Regions from separate parts of the Xenopus laevis genome. Here region 1 is linked to region 2. A link is a contact called in public Hi-C data. All regions are on one chromosome and are shown on one strand. The core of a region is the stretch at or near the end of the contact, and the rest is flanking DNA. Distances in the headings are between cores, read along the strand shown. Region 1 overlaps tmem123.L (porimin). Region 2 holds the start of birc2.L (baculoviral IAP repeat containing 2 L homeolog).

Region 1 (4,737 bases), core at 1,902-4,401, 57 kb before region 2:
GATTCAGTGCATCCCTACCGAGAAGTTCCATGACCATGTAAAAACATAAGGTCAAAGGCTGAGTGTTTTATACAGGGCATGGAACTCCTCAGTAACTTATAATATCCTTATATTTTACAATAGGGGGTTCTTTATTCATTATATCATTCTACTGGCTAGAATAGAGTGATGGAAGCTAATGGTTGATTGGTTGCTCTGGGTAATTGCTATCAATGTGCGGGCCGGCCCGATACCTGCGAGACCCACGGGTTGGGCGGCTTCGGCCTGACCTCGCACACTTCTTCGCGGGCAGTGCGGGTTGAGCTCTTCTCCTGCTCTACCCGCCCGCCACCATCAAATGCTTGCTTCCGACTTCCGGGTTCGTCTTTTATCGCCCCACCCCTTTTATGACATCATCGGTGGGGCGCCGCAGGTCTATGAAAGCAACCCGGAAGTGCGGACGGGTGCGGGTCGGGGGGAAAATCCCAACCTGGACATGACTAGTAACTACACTGAGGCACATTTACTCTTTCAGTTGGTTTCCATACCATCATTTTAGCATATCATTGTTTTTTTTACATTCCTTGTGCATATTGAAGTTGAACAATTTTATCAGTGCACTTGCCTTTCACCAGTGAGAGAATAATGGTGATTTTATTTCCACACAGGCTCCATTGCTTCTCAGGTATTGCCGAAAATTTCTGGTTTTGATCTGGGCAGTTTCATCGGTGGCATCGTGCTAACGCTGGGCATCATAGCTGTCCTCTTCTTCGGCTGCAAGTTCTTTAACTCAAGGAGAGGCGTTCGATACAGGACCATGTAAGTCGTTTGATCACAATAAATATACAAACTGTAATTCTTTTTATTTTTTCTTATTCTGAAATAGGATTTTCTTTTTCAAGTGACTGAACTGGTTGTGCTGGGATCAGACTTCCCAAAGAGGCTTAAAGGGATTCTGTCATGATTTTTATGATGTTTTATATTTCTAAATGACACTGTTTACACTCTACTCTATACAATTTCATTCCTAATCCAATAAGTGTATTTTTTAGTTGTTATATTGGTGTGTAGGTGCATCTCAGGTCATTTTGCCTGGTCATGTGCTTTCAGAAAGAGCCAGCACTTTAGGATGGAACTGCTTTCTGGAAGGCTGTTGTTTCTCCTACTCAATGCTACTGCATGTGTCGCAGTGGGACCTGGATTTTATTGAGTGTTGTTCTTAGATCTACCAGGCAGCTGTTATCTTGTGTTATGGAGCTGCTATCTGGTTACTTTCCCATTGTTCTTTTGTTTGGCTGCTGGGGAAAAGGGAGGGGGGGTGATATCACTCCAAATTGCAGTACAGCAGTAAAGAGTGACTGAAATGTATCAGAGCACAAGTCACATGACTGGGAGCACCTGGTAAACTGACAATATGTCTAACCCCATGTCAGATTTCAAAATTAAATAAAAAAAATCTTTGCTCTTTTGAGAAATGGATTTCAGTGCAGAATTCTGCTGGAGTAGCGCTATTAACTGATGACGTTTGAAAAAAAAAAAATAGTATGATAGTATCCCTTTAAGGAGTGTAAGCTTAACTATATGATTGTATCTATGAAGTCGCAACAAACACAATGCACGGTGTATGTTATTATACTACTGTTACTTTATTTCATCTGAAAATAGAATAAAACAGTTTAACTAAAAAAATACATTTTCTGGCAGCTTAATCTCTTTTTCTCTTTTACCTTTGCAGAGACGAACACGAGGCTATCATTTAATATGAAGGGCCCCAAAAGGATTGATATTCTCCAAAGGATTCTCCTCTGTCAGCTTTATTCTGTATAATTGCACCAGTTTCGCACGGACAGTTTTCTGGGTAGAATTTGATTCTGAATATCTTGGAAACCTTGTTTGTTTATATTGTGTACTGAAGCGGGAAGTCCCACTGAGGTTCTTACACAGAAGGTTACTAGGCATTGGTGTCCCCCTGTGTAATGATTGTGTATTCATAGCCGGTCACACGGGAATAATGATATGGCAAATGCTTTTCTGCTGCCTCACCTGAGACAAATCAATACTTGCACTTTTACCTGTCGCATGATAAGGAAATGAAACTTGCTTTTCTCTTTGCATCTATTTCTAGGCTGCTTTATGGCTTTTATTTGTCTAAAGTGCATTTGTCTGTGCCGTGCTCTCATTGGATGTGTTTGACCTGCAGTCGGTGACGTCCATATGGCTTGCGATTGTTTATCAAACCCACCAATCATAACAAGGTTTAGGCATAGGCTGCTGTAGAATGGCATTTTCATCCCCAGCCATACTTCCAGAGAGGTGATCCAAAATCCCACCTACAAACTTTACAGTTGCATCAAATATAAAATATACTTCAGGTTATTGTGTTTATTGACACAAGCTCCCTAATTATCACACCGTATATTCTTGGAAGCAATTCTGCATGATTTATGTTTCTTTTATTTGGGTAAAGATCGTGTTCCTTTTTGATGTAACATATCCGCAACTGAACTGCAGTTCTTATAGTTTGGAATTCTTCACTGCTTCCTATAGGGGTCGCTGTTGGCATTATTGTGACTGGATTGTGCCGTTGTGCTCCCCAAATATTGAATATTATGTGCAAGCAAAGGCTTCATGCTTTGAGGATTATGTTTCTGATGATTTTGGCTTCATTGGTGCCTGCAACTGACCTGCAAATATGTTGGATAAATTTGTAGCTTGTAATTCTCTACTGCTTCCAAAAGGTGTCACCGTAAGCTTTTTTTTTTTTTTTTACCAATGATTCTACCAGCATGCATAAACAAAGGGACTTCACGTCCCAAAATCCATCACTTAATAATAATAATAGGTGGAAAATCCAGTTAGAATGAGCTTATGTAGTAGTGATGTGCGGATCACAAAAAAATTGGACCCTAACTCGATCCCTCCGAACCCTACTTGTGGTGCGGCAGCTCATCTGACCCGCCGTCTCTGATGTCACAAAAAGGGGTCAGGGCAGACACTTAGCTTCAAATAGAGGCTGGCGCCATCAGTGTATTTACTGGTGGAGAAAGCAGAAAGAAGAGCTCAACCCAGAGCCTGCGACCCTGCAATAGTCTGTGGAAGTCGGTTCGAATCTGCCTAACCTGCAGGTGTCCGCACTTTAGTGATGTGCGGCCTGGCCCTATACAGGCAGTTTACCCGTGGAATGGCCAGGTTCGGGCCGACTCCTGCAGAAAATGTTCGGGCGGGTCCAGGTCGACCTCTTCTCCTGCTCTCCTGGCCCACGACCTAGCAGTTTCGGCTTCCGGTGTCGGAATTTATAGACGGGTGGGCGTGGGTCTATAAATATAGGGCAGCAGCGGTGGCAGGTGCAGTTTTGGGAGGGGGCGGGTTAGGGTTCGGAAGCGGGTTGAGAAATTCTCGATCCGCACATCACTACTATGTAGGATATATTACCTTTTCTAAGGTTAATGTTGCACGTGGCCAACAACAAGGGGCAGATTTATTAAGGTTCGAGTTTCCATGAAAAATTTGAGTTTTGAAGGTTATTAAAAAAAAGCCTTGAATTTTCACGTTTAAAGAAAAAAGAAACTTGAATTTTTCAAGCATATTTTTTTTTTTTTAAACTAGAATTTTTCAAGATTGGTTATACCCCCCAACCTGGAAATAGCTTGAATCCGAAAAAAACACCAAGGTTTCGTGGGTTTCACCAAAAACTTGATCAATTCAAGTTTTCTAGTTGTCAACCCCCAAACTTGCTGATTCAAGTTTTTTTCTTAAATAAGAAACTATTCGAGTTGTGAGTTCATTCAAGGTTTTAAAATAAGCTCACATAGCTCTGAAATTAACCCCCCCTCCCCCCAAAAAAGTGCCTTATACCATTGGCATCAAGCTTATCCACCAATCATGAAGTACCCTGGGCTGAAATCTGCACAGTTACAGGTGGATGCCATTAGTCAGTGGCTTAAAGCACTCACCATTCCATAACGGTTACGTTCCTAAAACAAATTTTATATTCACTCGGGACAAAATAGATTTTGTCAGCCCTTTAGGGACATGTCAAGTCATTTCTACCAAGCTACGACCAAATCGTTCTCCTGAAAGTCGGGGACTGGTGTCTGTTTGTACATTTTGTATAACCCTAAACTTTCACTTTCTTTATGAGGAGATTTATTATACAAAGCTATTGTTTTGGGAGTGGAAAATAGTTTGTATTTTTTAAGTAATTTTGTAAAACGCTTTTAATTTTCCCCCTCCCATTGTACAGTGCAATATCCGGAAGAATTTAATTTGCATGACAAAGAAATGGGAAACAATTAGCTGCTCAGATATATGGCTTTCAGCAGTTTATATTTTATATGTGACTTTTGCTTTAAGGAATATGTGAATATAATGATCCTGAGTTTTGGTTTAATAAAAAGGATAATTTGCACTAGTCTGTCTTGGGGTCCATGTTTTGAATTCGATTTTTTTCTTACTTGGATATATAAAGTACACGCTGGTCCCTATTTGGAACGGTACAGGAGATCTATATAATAGTCTCAAGAGAGTTTTATATCACAGCAAGAGTTTAGCAAACCTATACAGTGATTTCAACTGCTATCTGATTGGGCAGATTTATGACTCTCCACTGTGAGCCAAGTAGAACCGTATTGCTGATTTGGCCCGTTTTGGCAATGCCATAATCGGCCATACCTCCACTCTGATTGGTCACTGTTGAGGAACTGATCGCTTTACATGCACAGACTAATCTCAAAAATGTTTTAACTGATACCAATAGTA
Region 2 (4,497 bases), core at 720-3,219:
GTATCTCTTTAAAGTAAAGACTATCTGAATAATGTTACAATGTAATTTTAGTGTGTATTTTCACTTTTAACTTAAATAACTAAAGTTCACAGTTTTTTAAGTGATACCTTGCAATCAGACCACTAACTATTTTAATGATCTCATAGTCATAAAAATCAGTTCAAAGGTAACTTTTAGTATATTATAGAATGTCCTATTCATATTAAACTTTTTAGTGTCCTTCTGAATTATTTGCCGTCCTCTTCTGCCTTATTCAAATAGGGATCACTGACCCCAGCAGCCAAACTTGAAATTCCAAATTTATCATTTCCACTTTTTATTATACTTTTTGTTTAGGTCGCCTGCTGTTCATAATACAGTCTCTCATTCAAGCCATTACCTGGTTGCAGTCTTGGACTGGCCCACCGGGATACCAGCTAAACTCGTGGTGGGCCCAGGTGTTAAAGGGCCCTTGTGCTGCTAAAGATTTGGCCTATTTCATGGCCGTTTCCTATTTCTTTGAGAACAAAGAGGCTAAATAGATGAAATAATAGATAATACACAAAAGCCATGAATATCCTGTAAATTATATCCTTATAAACGGTGAGTTCTGATGTCATCAGTTATAAATGGTGAGTTCTGATGTCATTTCGGTCACATGACTCACTGAAACGTGTGTATTATAATAAATAAAGTACCCCCAGTTGTAAAATATGAGGATATTAGAAGTTACCTCGGAGTTCCATGACCTGTATAAATTTATATAGTCATGAAACTCCTCGGTAACTTATAATATCCTTATATATTATAAGAGGGTTTACTTTATTCACTATATAATATGTAAAGAATAGAGACTAGGAGAATAGCGGTTGAGTGAGGAGATGAATAATAATAATACTGAGAGTGGGCCCTTGGTCTATGGTTCTTGGGTGGGCCCCTAGTGTAAGGTTTTGGGATGGGCCCCTGGTCTAAGGTTTTTGGATGGGCCCCTGGTGTCTCAGTCCAACACTGCCTGGTTGCCAGGGTAACGCAGACACTAGCAACCAGATAGCTGCTGCTGATGACATCAGAACTCACCGTTTATAAGGATATAATTTACAGGATATTCATGGCTTTTGTGTATTATCTATTATTTCATCTATTTAGCCTCTTTGTTCTCAAAGAAATAGGAAACGGCCATGAAATAGGCCAAATCTTTAGCAGCACAAGGGCCCTTTAACACCTGGGCCCACCACGAGTTTAGCTGGTATCCCGGTGGGCCAGTCCAAGACTGCAACCAGGTAATGGCTTGAATGAGAGACTGTAATATGAACAGCAGGCGACCTAAACAAAAAGTATAATAAAAAGTGGAAATGATAAATTTGGAACTTCAAGTTTGGCTGCATTGTAATTATGTTTTATATTTATGTGAATTGTATTCTAATAATGCACTTATTGGTACTTTTTATTCCAATGACCCCTTGTTTGTTACTACTAATTTATTGTTTTGTTGTACAGTGCTTTGCCCTCAAGGAGCGCTTTACAAATAAAAATATACATACATACAATTCTTAAAATAATTAAAAAACCACAAAATAACAAACTGAAAAAAGTCTCAGAACATCACTGACTGCATAAAGCTAAAGATGAAAAAAAACCCTTAATAACCAGTTGACCAGCACAGAGGAATTATCATGAAAGGCAGCAGCATCCATACATTGTAGCCGAGGTCCTTATATCCAGGTATCAGTGAGGCGCTGTTGCCAGGCAACACACTCTCTTTGAACTATGCCATTGGGGGGGAATCCTTCTAATAATAATAGTTTTATCAATGAAAAAATCCAGGTCCAGAAAGAAACATACGAAAGTTTAAAAATAAACAAAAATTGAGATTTCACACTGCCAATAAGCTGACGTGTCCTGCGTCGTGTGGCAACTGCATTATACTCACCTGAACTATAAAGCGGCCCACCCTGTGCTGACGAGGGGAGGGGCCGGAAGCGTTCTTCACTCCACATCCGCTTGAAAAGAACAGAGTTTAAGTTTTGCCATTTTTATAAAGCTGCTTTGGGCCCACCCCCCAGTTGTTTATTGTGTAATTGTCCTTTGACACAATTGCGTCCGTTTAGACTTCTCGGCAAACGAAACCAGCCCACAATGTCGACTTCTACCTGACAGAACACTCGCTGTGAGGCACGACCACCATTTTCCCTTCACACCCTTTTTTTTCCGCCGTCTTCATTTGTTTCCACCCGCCATTAATAAAATTTCACAGAGTGCGCTGAAAGGCGACAAACCCAGAGCCTGTAAAGAGAAGCGAAGCCGCAGCCCTTACCTTTGCTGTAACATGGCGTCCCGGTTACATGCGCGCATGCGCCACTTATTTGTTGCGACGTGTCTTTTTAGTTTTACGTTAAAATCAGGTACGATCCGACTTATTTTTCAGTAACGCGAATGAATAGATTTGGGCTTCGATGTACGTTCGTTTTAAATAGTCTGAAGCTCGTTTTGGTTTGGAAATCCGGGGGAATTCTATGGGAACGTTTTCTGTTTCTGTAAATTCCCCTCCTACGCACGCGTCAAGGCAAAAGGGACTTTCCCGGGCCGTAGTTTGAGGAATTAATATTACGTAACCTTTCACGTGACTAAAAAAAACCCCCCTGTGTCCCAATCTAAATTAAAGAGGTGAAGGTCAAGAGTCTATCTTTGATCTCCTGTAGTGACTGGAAAAATATACAAAGCTTTTAAAACTAATTGAAACGAGAGGTTTTCTGACAGAACACCCACGAGCTGCACTTTTTTAACTATTTAAGAGAAGAAAAGATACGATTGTATCTTGGGAGAACTGTAACTTGCAGCAATTTCTCCTTCATCAGCAAAACTGACTAAACGCCACTTCTTCGGGCGACTAATGTCCCCGATCGGCCTCCCCGGCGGCTAGAATCGAAATCGCCAGTAGGATGGCACTTGGAGCATTTCGTTTTCCGAAGTTGCCTCACGAGGAACATCGGAAAACGAAGTGCTCTGACTGCCATCCCATCGGCGATTTACATTCTAGCTGGCGGCAGGGGCGCTCGCCTCAGGCGGCAGCGCCAGAGAAGTTTCCAGGGGCGGCAAAAAGCCACTTCTGCACCTTTAAGAGCAAAATTTCTGTTTTTTAGGGAGATCGGGCTATACTATTGCGAGAGAGCGCAATTGAGCTCTCCGCACTAATGTTTCTGCCTCCCCTCCCAACAGGTAAGCCGGCGAAGGGGGGGGCGGCATTGCAGGAGCCGCCTCAGACGGCTCCTATGACAGATTCCGCGCTGGCTGGCGGGAAGGCTTTTCGGGGAAATTATTTGCCTGAAGAAGAGGTGATTAGGCGCCAGGTGATAAAATCCCCCTGAAGCTTCACGTCTGTCTCTGCCCTAAAACCCCAAAAGTGTGTTTAAACTTTCCATAACCTGGCAAATTTTGTAAAATTGACAAGGCATTTAGGAGGTTGTGGCCACAAAACAGGCATGGTCAAAAAACGTTTTCACTGCACTACGTACGGCAGAACGTTGTCCCTCTTTCTAATTTTGAAATGTTGGGAAGAATGCATTGTGGGCAGGCCCGGACAGGCAATCTGAAAGTTCTAGCAAATGCCAGAGGGGCTGATATAAGATGCCATAAACACTCACTATTTAGTGGGCTGGTGGAACACTGTTTGGGCCTCTAGGCATTTTAAATGCCTGGGACCAGGGGCGTAACTATAGAGGAAGCAGACCCTGCGGCTGCAGGGGGCCCAGGAGGTATAGGGGCCCCATGAGGCCCTAATTCATATACAATTTCAATAAATATTGGAGAAACAAGTCAACCTCTAAACATTTTGGGGGCCTGAAAAATAATTTGCTGTGGGGCCCAGTAATATCTAGTTACGCCACTGCCTGGGACTATTTTGAATCCCAGTCCAGTCCTGATTGTGGGTTAGGGTTGGGTGCATGCCGGACTAGGGAAGTAAATAAGAGGAACCACCAGTGCAGATAGTATCAAGGAACAGACAGACACTGCTTTGAATAGCATTTACATTTACACATAAGCAGTGTTATGTGTAATGAATATATATATTAGAAAGTGGCTTTGAATGACATTTACTTTCATTAGACACAATTTTATTTTGGGAGCTAATGTCCTTTTTAAAAAGGAGTAAGGGGGTATTCACAGAGATGGAGTAATGTAAAACTGGAGCAAGGAACATAATGAGAATAAAACACACACAAAAGAATGTCACACAAAAGAATGTCAACTTCCTAACAGCCTCACTCCAGTTTCACAAATATCCATGGTTGTGAATACCCCTTTGATGCCAAAATTAATTCAAAGCCTGTATATTTTCAACTCAATGTGCACAAACATGGATTTTCCATCTTATATATTCCTCCTTTAAAACCCATATAGAAACAGAAGTGACACAGCATGTAATTAAATTGATAACCTATTCTTAATGCTGAAAAATTGCAAACATTAAAATGTAATATAAGCTTCTGCATATTGAAATAAGAAACTTTCTGAATACGA

What was found. Hi-C and Micro-C count contacts between places; a contact is called where the count stands out from the background.
Region 1: a contact with region 2 is called in a Hi-C map of the XTC cell line, with 3 times the contacts expected there. The contact joins the enhancer-like site here to the promoter of birc2.L in region 2. A contact is called at or near these places in 2 of 4 Hi-C or Micro-C datasets (the XL177 cell line and the XTC cell line).

The regions. Positions count from the first base shown.
Region 1 is chr2L:168,724,190-168,728,926 of Xenopus_laevis_v10.1, reverse strand. tmem123.L (porimin) reads left to right here. Exons shown (of 5, transcript XM_018247756.2): 4 at 648-798; 5 at 1,715-4,390. The coding sequence ends at 1,739. Among protein-coding and RNA genes, the nearest start is that of tmem123.L, 33 kb to the left of the region's middle. Within about 2 kb of position 3,151, at least 1 of the 7 cell types and tissues checked has an H3K27ac peak or open chromatin away from gene starts, as enhancers often do.
Region 2 is chr2L:168,666,178-168,670,674 of Xenopus_laevis_v10.1, reverse strand. birc2.L (baculoviral IAP repeat containing 2 L homeolog) reads right to left here and starts at 1,969. Exons shown (of 10, transcript NM_001093264.1): 1 at 1,910-1,969.